Linked DNA regions of Mus musculus: region 2 is linked to region 1. Evidence: chromatin contacts called from public promoter capture Hi-C data. All regions are on one chromosome and are shown on one strand. Each heading gives the region's core, a stretch centred on a gene start, on an enhancer-like site or on the middle of the called end of the contact. The rest is flanking DNA. Distances are from core to core; before and after follow the strand shown. Region 1 holds the start of Wdr13 (WD repeat domain 13). Region 2 overlaps Gm39488 (a long non-coding RNA gene).

Region 1 (5,084 bases), core at 1,386-3,885:
AATCTCCACCCCCTGCCTGCCTCTGGTATGTACCTGTCCTCATAGACTGCACGGTTCATTTGTGCCTGCAGCTGGTAGGAACCTCGGCTGACAGATCGGCGGTGTCCTCGAGCCCCCAGGGCTCTGGGGTCATCTTCAAAGTCCTGCAAAGAGAAGAGGGTTGGGGATGGTGCATACCTCTAATTCCAGCACTTTGGGAAACTGAGGCAGGAAGGTCACCGTGCTCAAGGCCTGCCTTGGCTACACAGTGAATTTGAGGCCAGTCTGGGTGAGATCCTGTCTCAAAAAGAAGAGAAATTGGGCTGGTGAGATGGCTCAGTGGGTAAAAGCACCCAACTGCTTTTCCGAAGGTCAGGAGTTCAAATCCCAGCAACCACATGGTGGCTCACAACCATCTGTAACGAGATCTGACTCCCTCTTCTGGAGTGTCTGAGGACAGCTACAGTGTACTTACATATAATAAATAAATAAATAAATAAATAGAAATTAATCTCTGAGATGAGCTTAAATCTGGGGCCTGACTTCTCGTCACCACACATGGCGCCAGCCACCACTGTCACTGCTCACTTGTGTGGTTTCAACAGTTTCTTCACTAGTGCCTTTGTTTCTGTCCTTCCTTTCCTGTTCCAAACATCCTTAGTACATACATGCTTTCCTCACAAGGGATGACTACTTTCTTCCCAGAGAAGCACTCAAATCAGTCTCTCACTTCTGTCAGGTTTCGGTGTTCCCTCCCCAGACAAGTCTTCCCTATTAAGCACAGCTCCCTCCTTTAGCTCAAAGCAGTGACTTTTCATTCTTCTTGGCCATGTTGAGAATAGAACCATCAGTCTCATACATACTAGGCAATCACGCTAGTTACTGAACTATATCCATGCACCAAACACTTGTGTTCCTTTTTGCTTTTTAAGTCTGTTGTATGTTACTATCTTTGCATTGCTTACTATACCATGGTAAATTATCAACTCATCAGTCTTACCTGCTCTGTGTTTATCTAATTCACTGTCTGCTTATCAATGTTCATTGACTTGGCTTCTCTATTCCCTTTTAGTCCTCTACTGACCTGGAACAGTACTTTGTACATCACTGATGTTTGACCAAAAACTATGGTGACTACAGAGGCAGGGGAGATACATGGCGGGTGGTGCAGCTAGGAGCTCACCTCCATTCGATCAAGGGTTGTTCGGCTGCTGCGGACAATGCTGTTGCTATAGGCACGAGCACTGCCTGGTTCTGAGAGTGGCCCGTACCGTTGGCCCAATAGCTGGCCCCGTAGCCTCAGGTACTGCCGACGCAATGCTGGGGGGTGACCAGCTTTGGCATTCTCCCGAAGCAGCTGGCTGCGCCGGCGGATATACTGGGTCCGAAACTGTGGAAACGTTGGTGTACGGTAGGCGTTGTACCTGTGGGGTCCAGGAGGCAGGGCAGGCAGCAGGCACAGGACAGAGGGAATAAATCAGCTCGAGGTGGTACAAGGTTTGGCAGTGACTGGGATGGTAAGAGTGAACAAGAGCAGCAAAGGGGGATTTCTCTTGGGATTGTGATGGGGGGCAATTATGCAATAATTAGTGGTTATGATGAAAAGATCACTCTAGCGACAATATAGTCAATTTGCAGCTCTGTTGGGGTCAGTCTGGGCCAGCTGTAATATCAGTCTAGCATGATGACATACGTCAGATTGGTAATGTACAACAATGGAGGTTAGGGTCAGATAACGGTAGAGGTTAGTATGGGGTAGCAATTGTAATAATAGTAGGGTAGTGATATCGAGAAAAGTTGGGGAAGAGGATAAGCAATGAGGGACTAGATAGGAAGTCACCAGCCTGACTTCCACTACCCACTCAAAGACAGTCTGCGCATGTCCATTTCAAACCGCATTTTCCCAGCATGCTCTTTAGAACCGGCTCCAGCCCAGGCCACTTAACCGCAGGACTATCCCACACCAAGCTACTGCGCATGCTCACGCAGCCGCACCAGCCAACTTCTCCGCCCAGCTGCACTTATCGCCATTGCTCATGCACCACAGTAAGTTCCTCTCCCATGGGCTCCAACCCCACGCCTCACCTCGCGTCCACTGCTAATACTTGCTGCCACACCGCGGCCATTCCCTGGCTTCCTTCTTTGGTTTGTCTGCCTGCGGGAGCCTGCAGGGCAAGGGCTTGGAATGTCAGCGTCCCAGGCAGAGAAAATCTAGTTCCGCCCACCAGGTGACAGTTGCCATAGACACGAAGTCCCTCCACACAGGTGATGTCGCGAAATCCCACTGGGTCGTTAGCGTGGTCATCACCCCAGCCCTGCCTTTCCTGGGCAGCACTCCGGTGACTCACAGCAGCAGTTCAGACATGACCCCGCCCTCTCCAGTTGCCGTAGCAACGCCCCTCCCCCCCATAGCAAGTCTTGTTTGACATTCCCCACCCATCAAGCCTTCTGCCCTCCGCCTTCCCTTTTCTAGTCCTAGAGCATAGCTCAGGATCCAGGACCACCTCCGGGGCTACCCCTAGCTCTTGAGGCGCCCCCCCCCCCCGGCGACCCTGAGCCCAGTGTCACCGGTTCCTTCTCTCTCTTCTCCCTGTCTCAAGCTCCAGGCAAGATGGCTGCCTGCAACGAGAAAGAGCTGCGGAGCACAGAGCAAATCGATAGGAACCTTTCCCGGGGCGTGGGAGCCTCGCAGGCGCATTAAAGGACTGTAGTTTCCCATACAAGGACCGAGGCTCCACCCCTTGAGTTCTATTCATTTCCCTCTTGACACCTTTTGTATACACAGGGATAATGTACTGTGATCAGAAGGACAAGAATGCGTGTGCCAACCACTAGCTAAAAATCAGAAATAAGACTTTCTCATGAAAGTGGTTTAGGCTGCTTCTTAGCAGCACACATTTGGCCAGGCAAATAAAATATATGCAGAGACTGACTCCTGGAACATTCTCTAGTTCCTAGCGCAGTGATGAATCTCTAAACACCTATGCGATGGGAAGAATCCATGTGTATCTTCACTGGGACTAACTGGACTTGAATGGTTACCCCTAGGAAACTTGAGTATCTTAATAAAAATATGCAATTAGGAAAACAAGCTTTGGGGCTGTGACCTAAGGAAAGGAAAGTATCCCAATCGTCTGTTATATTCACCTTAAGCTAGAATTTGTATCTTGAGTATTCCTCTCAGTGTCAAAAACAGAAATTCCAAGGTTGAAATTCAAGATGTTTAGTCTAGCATAATGGTAATCCTAGAAGAGGGTGATGTAGGGGATAGAGTGGCAGGAGGATCATGAGTTCGAATGCAGTCTGGCCTATGTAGTCAAATCCAGGACTACATCCTGGACTACATACTTTAAATAGCAAGCAAGCGCCGGGCGTGGTGGCGCACGCCTTTAATCCCAGCACTTGGGAGGCAGAGGCAGGCGGATTTCTGAGTTCAAGGCCAGCCTGGTCTACAAAGTGAGTTCCAGGACAGCCAGGGCTATACAGAGAAACCCTGTGTCAAAAAAAGAAAAGAAAAAAAAGCAAGCAAGCAGGATGGAGATAGCTCAGGGCTGAAAATCAAGCCAGGAACTGAAGCAGAGATCATGGAGGAACACTGCTTATCGGCTTGCTTCTCAAGGCTTGCTGTAGCCTGCTTCTTCAACCCAGACTCACCTGCCCACAACAGTTATTAGGCAAGAAAATGCCCCTGCAGGTATCCCCATAGGACAGTCTGATAGAGACTCAGTTAAGGGTCCTTCTTTCCAAGTGACCATAACTTGTGTCAAGCTGACAAAAAACTAACCATCAACTAAATAATGTCTTTTTAGGTTGCCTGAAGTGAGGAATAAAAAATAGGTAAGTGAATCCTATTGGTATCTCCTCTGTCACCCTATCAGTGTTTTAAAATATCCCCTGCAATATAGCTTAAAAAGAATAAATTATTTCTTGGCACAAACATGTAGCCTTAACAAGACCCTAAGTATTCATCGGATAGAGTGCTGGACACTGTTTAAGTAGCTTGCATGCATTAATCTAATTTCTTATTGTACAGGGGATAGGACCCAGGGCCTTAGACATCCTAGGCCAGCCAGTACCTTTTGTTTTAAAAACGACGTGTCATGTAACCCAGGCTGCCTTCCAACTCATTATGTTACAGAGGATAACTGAGCTGGTCCTCCTGTCTCTACTGCCTAGGTATTGGATCATCACAAGTGTCCTTTATTGTTTTTTGTTTGAGACAAAGTCTTAATTAGGCCAGGCTGACCTTCAGCTGGATACGCAGTTGAGAGTGGCCTTGAATTTCTCACCCTTCCTTCTGTTTTTATCTCCCCAGTGCTGGAATTAAAAACTTGTCACCAGGCTCCAGTTTTTTGTTTTGAGACTTTCTTGCTAAATTTTCCAGACTGGCCTAGACTTTGTGATCCTCCCGTCTTAACCTTCCAAGTAGCCAGGACTACATTATTCATCACCACATCCAGCCAATTAAATCTTAATAGGAATGTTGTGGGTCCTTTTCCAGTCTCTCCTTTATAGATGCGAGTCCACAGCACAGAGGACTAGCACCCCCTCACATCTGTGAGCCACACTTTATTTTCACATTTTTTTAAATCATAAAGAACACTATAATCAATGTGTTTTAAAAATGTATTTGGGGGCTGGTGAGATGGCTCTGCAGCTAAGAGCACCAACTGCTCTTCCAAAGGTCCTGAGTTCAAATCCCAGCAACCACATGGTGGCTCACAACCACCTATAATGAGATCTGATGCCCTCTCCTGGCGCGTTTGAAGACAGCTACAGTGTACTTAGATATAATAAATACAAAAAAATGTATTTGGAGGCCGGGGCGTGGTGGCACACGCCTTTAATCCCAGCACTCAGGAGGCAGAGGCAGGCGGATTTGATTTCGAGGCCAGTCTGTTCTACAAAGTGAGTTCCAGGACAGCCAGGGCTATATGGAGAAACCGTCTCAAAAAAAAAAAAAAAAAAAAGGTATTTGGGAGGGGACACACATACCAGTTCATGTATGAAGGTCACTGGATGGCATACATATGGGTACCAGGGATGAAGCTAGTGTCCTCACCCTTGGCAGTTTTACCCACTGAGCTATCCTGCTGGTCCTTTTT
Region 2 (5,084 bases), core at 1,311-3,810, 150 kb before region 1:
GAGGGCCAAGATACTGGCTGTCTTTTGAGCCCGTTTATCATTTTCGACTTTGGCCTTTAAGCTGTGGAAAACCAAGGTCAATCCCACTATTCTTGAAGTGGGAGAATTGGGCTTCACTTGGAACTTTGTCATTTCTTTGTGTCAGAGATACTTTGACCTAGAAAGACCTGAGGGCGGGGAAGGTTAGAGAGATGGCTCAGCAGTTAGGAGCACTGACTGCTCTTCCAGAGGTCCTGAGTTCAACTCCCAGCAACCACATGGTGGCTCACAACCATCTGTAATGGGATCTGATCCCCTCTTCTGGTGCATCTGAAGATAGTAACAGTGTACTCATATACATTAAATAAATAAATAAATAAATCTTAAAGAAAAAAAGACCTGAGGATGGTTGCTCCTATGTTGAGCCCATTTCCCTGGTAGTTCTATACCATAGCTCTCTCTTAAAAAAAAGATTTTATTTATTAATGTATATGTGTACACTATAACTGTCCTCAGACATACCAGATGAGGTGAGGGCATTGGATCCCATTACAGATGGTTGTGAGCCACCATGTGGTTGCTGGGATTTGAACTCAGGACCTCTGGAAGAGCAGTCAGTGCTCTCAACTGCTGAGCCATCTCTCCAGCCCCCATAGCTCTCATTTGAAAACACTCATTTTTAGTTTAAAAAAATGTATTCTTTTGAGCAAATTTTGTAGGTTGGCAGAATTTTAGATTAATTAGCAACACATCCTAAGAAGAATCAGGAAAGGAGATGGATGGGTCGAGCCTTCTTGCAGGTGAGTTTGGACATTTGACAAAATTTAGCTATATTTTACTTTTTTGTTGCTTTTTTGTTTTTCGAGACAGGGTTTCTCTGTATAGCTCTGGCTGTCTTGGAACTCACTTTGTAGACCAGGCTGGCCTCGAACTCAGAAAGCCACCTGCCCCTGCCTCCCGAGTGCTAGGATTAAAGGCGTGTGCCACCACGCCCAGCCTATATTTTACTTTTTTGTGGTACTGCACACTAAACCTGTAATGGCTCTGGCAGAAATGAAGCTATTCTACAGAGATTGTGTCTTTTAGTCTGATGATCAGAGTGTTGAAACAATGGGCCCCCTAAAATGATAATTTCCCCAGAAATCTCATTCAAAAGGACACCAGGCATAAGGGGAACTTGTCTCCTGTCTCCCAGAAAGAGATTTGCAGTAGTGAGTGGTCAGACAACCTTATAGGATGAACTGAAGACAGATAATGCTGGGTGGGTGGGGCACAGCCTTCACCTGGACTGCTTAGATATACACAGCCTTGACCCTCATTTAAGCTTTCAGGATTCCAAAGACAGAGCTGAGAAATTTGTTAGACAACAACGTCCCTCTTCCCAGTGTGGTCACATTGAATAAATCTCCCTTTTCTGCTTTCAGCATTTGGGGGTGATGGGGTGCTGTTGAAATAAGGTCTCCATGTAATTCTGGACTGGCCTGGAATTTGGTATGTAGATCAGGCTGGCCTTGAATTTACAGAGATCCTCCTGCCTCTGCCTCCCAAGTATTGGCACCATCCCTGGCCTCCCCAAGTGCTGGGATAAAAGGCAGGCGCCACCATGCCCAGCTTGCTTTCAACTTTTTTTTGTTGTTGTTTTTTTCGAGACAGGGTTTCTCTGTGTAGCCCTGGCTGTCCTGGAACTTACTTTGTAGACCAGGCTGGCTTCAAACTCAGAAATCCACCTGCCTCTGCCTCCCGAGTGCTGGGATTAAAGGCGTGCACCACCACGCCCGGCTGCTTTCAACTTTTAATTTGGCTCCTTTAATTGGCTTATTGAAGATGGGTGTCTGGACCTGACTTGGGGCACAGGTTGTGAACCCCAAGTTTGGTGACAAAATGGCATTCATGGAGGTGTAAAGACACGTTTCGGGGGCTGGAGTGATGACTCAGCGGGTAAGAGCACTGACTGCTGCTCAGAAGGTCCTGAGTTCAAATCCCAGCAGCTACATGGTGGCTCACAACCATCCATAATGAATTCTGATGCCCTCTTCTGGGGTGTCTGAAGACAGCTACAGCTTAGTTATATATAATAAATAAATAAATCTTTAAAAAAATCATAAGACACATTTCAGGGGTGTCTACTAATACTGTGATGACCCCAGGGAGAGAAGAAAGGACAAATGGAAGTTTCCAGATTTACTGGAGTCATTTCCTCCAGGGACATTACGCTCTTTCCCCTTAGCCAGCATTGGCTGCTTCGTACTCGACTCAGTGAAGCAGGCAAATGAGTTTGGACTTTGTCTTAGATTCTGCACAAATCTGACCTTTGGTAAGTCTCTCACCGACCAGCTTTTGCCTGCCTTTTTGCCTTTGGGATCTTTGGAGCAATTTGGAGTTCTTTTGATTCATTCCCTGCTGCCATTTGGTGAATGATTTTGTTTTGGATACTCTTGTGTCGAAGACTATTGGGTTACGGTTATTGTAACGTAGAGAATGGTGGCAAAGCAGAGAGCTCTCAAAAGTATTGGGGACCTGAGCAGAATTCAAAGTCAAGGACCACAAAGATAGGGTCCTGTGATTGGAAGCTTCAGGGAGGCACGTTCTGTTTCCTGTCAGCTGGAGGAGAGAAGGTGGCTTGGGTTTCTAAATTTACAAGTGTCTTAAAGAGACAGGCCCATAAAGTTGATTAGGGCATGTGTCATATAACAGGACAGGTTTGAGTGCTCTTGAGTCACTTGTGGTTCGGTGGAACCATTTGGAATAGGTAGGTCTCAATACCATGGTTTATATAACCAGGAAAGTATTCTCTGTACTAGTTTGGTAGCCTATTGAGACTCAAAGCTGATTGATCTTTTATAAATAATTCCGAAGACAGCAATGGGGTGGGAGACAACAATCCCTGTCCTTGGAGCTTGTGAAGAAAACCCTGGCCACTTCGGTTTTGCTTTATGCTCTAAACTCGCTGTGCCCTGCTAAGCGTGATTGGCATGCTCTGTTCATGTGAGTGTGCTTTGGTTCATTTTGTCCTACACAGAAGCAATTGATTCTGTATCTATTCCTTAAAGCTAAAATCCAAGGATTTAGAAAACACGGCGGGGCTGGAGAGATGGCTCAGTGGTTAAGAGCACTGGCTTGCTCTGCCAGAGGTCCTGGGTTCGATTCCCAGCACCCACATGGCAGCTCACAACTGTCTGTAACTCCAGCTCTAAGGGATCTGGCACTCAGACATACATGGAGGCAAAACACCAATGCACATAAATAATTTTTTTTTAAGAAAAGGAAAATGTTCCGGGCAGTGGTGGCACACACCTTTAATCCCAGCACTTGGGAGGCAGGTGGATTTCTGAGTTCGAGGCCAGCCTGGTCTACAGAGTAAGTTCCAGGACAGCCAGGGCTACACAGAGAAACCCTGTCTCGAAAAAACCAAAAACAAAAACAAAGAAAAGGAAAATGTAAAGAAAAGGTAATTCATTTCTAGACTTCACCTGGGTAAGCTTATTTAACATGAATTAAAATATTATTTTGTTTTGGCTTGTTTTTGAGACAGAGTTGGCCTAGAACTTGCTATGTAGACCAGATTAGCCTTGAAATTACAAAGATCCACCCACTTTGGCTTCTGAAGTACAGGCATCAAAGATGTGTGCCACCACATGTGGCAGAAACATAAATTTTAAGCTTCCCTTGTAAAATGATTTGGGCTTGGTGCTTTCAAATATTAATTATGAAGATAGGTTGAAGAATAATCTGATTACAACATTTATGAAAGACAACCTAAAGAGAGCTAACATATTTTTATTGAGTGTCCACAATATCTGAACAGTGGTTACTAGAGAAACTTAAAGTGTACAGCAAGAAGATTAACTTCAGGGTTGACCTGTACCAACAGATGTTTTGCCTTAGTTTATTTCAAATGTATTGACAATGTTGAGAGGACTAACTTTCACTTTGAAAGAATTACTCAGAGACAATAAACCATTTGTAAATAATGTGCTTTAGTATCTAAATGTGTTGCTAGTGTTCTCTAGCCCTGGCTCTTAATCTGTCTGATACGGGGATATGACAACAAGGCTCAGAAGGAAATCCAAGGACCAATTAGTATGGGAAAAAGAAAAAGAGAGGTGAGGGCTCCAAAGCAGGGTTCTTATTGGTCCCTGCAGGAGATGGGCTTATGGAGTCCTGGCCTGGGAAAATGAAGTTAGAAACCATATGCAGCCCCAGTTCCCGAAGTGGGTGTGATAGTCTCAAGGGTTTTTATGGTGAGAATAGATGGGGGGATGTTCCATGTTTTCATGAGTTGTTCTTTCTCCAGTGACCGTTCCTCCAAGGCTGTGATTTGCTCTGTCTGTCGTGGAATATCTTCAAGCCTAGCAAAATCGTGTGTCTGGAAACATACTGAAGTTAGGGCACCAGGACAGGAAAAGCTTAGTTTGCACATCAGTAATGGTGGCAGGCAAGTCGGTGGGGGAAGCCTGCGGCCTGATGACACCTCACTTTTAAAAAGTTGGTTTTCTCCTTTATAAATGGTAGTCTGATTTGTTCCAATAAAAACTATGTCGTTCACAAATGTGGAATGTTAGATCATGTTCACTGGATTACTATGCTCAGCACTGATATTTATAGGGAAGTTGTCCTTGTGATGTAGCTGAGAGTGTCATTGCTAAGTCCATTTGATAGCTTGCATTTTATTTTCTGACTTTTTTTTTTTTTTGGTTTTTCGAGACAGGGTTTCTCTGTATAGCCCTGGCTGTCCTGGAACTCACTCTGTAGACCAGGCTGGCCTCAAACTCAGAAATCCGCTTGCCTCTGCCTCCCAAGTTCTGGGATTAGAGGCTATTTTCTGACTTTTAAAAAAAGATGTATTTATTTACTTTATGGATATGAGTACATTGTAGCTGTACAGATGGTTGTGAGCCACCATGTGGTTGCTGGGATTTGAACTCAGAACCTTTGGAAGAGCAGTCAGTGCTCTTAACCGCTGAGCCATCTCTCCAGCTCCAGACCTTTTTTTGATAGAAAATGAGCTGCCTTCTACATCTTCTCCTGTGCATCTTTCTGTTTTGTTCAAATGGTTATGTTTCTGTGGAGTACTGGGACTCGGTGTTTGGAAAGCTTGGTGTTAC

Evidence for each region. Promoter capture Hi-C pulls out the DNA fragments that hold promoters and counts their contacts.
Region 2: a contact with region 1 is called in a promoter capture Hi-C map of liver. The contact joins the enhancer-like site here to the promoter of Wdr13 in region 1. A contact is called at or near these places in 7 of 39 promoter capture datasets (the 3T3-L1 cell line, the C10 cell line, the HPC-7 cell line and 3 more) and 1 of 9 other capture datasets (adipose tissue).

The regions. Positions count from the first base shown.
Region 1 is chrX:8,130,223-8,135,306 of GRCm38.p6, forward strand. Wdr13 (WD repeat domain 13) reads right to left here and starts at 2,636. Exons shown (of 9, transcript NM_026137.5): 1 at 2,065-2,636; 2 at 1,163-1,403; 3 at 34-143. The coding sequence starts at 2,105.
Region 2 is chrX:7,979,306-7,984,389 of GRCm38.p6, forward strand. All of the region lies in intron 2 of Gm39488 (a long non-coding RNA gene), which reads left to right. Among named protein-coding and RNA genes, the nearest start is that of Gata1, 14 kb to the left of the region's middle. Within about 2 kb of position 2,561, at least 7 of the 459 cell types and tissues checked have an H3K27ac peak or open chromatin away from gene starts, as enhancers often do. A contact at or near this core is called in liver, where this site is marked.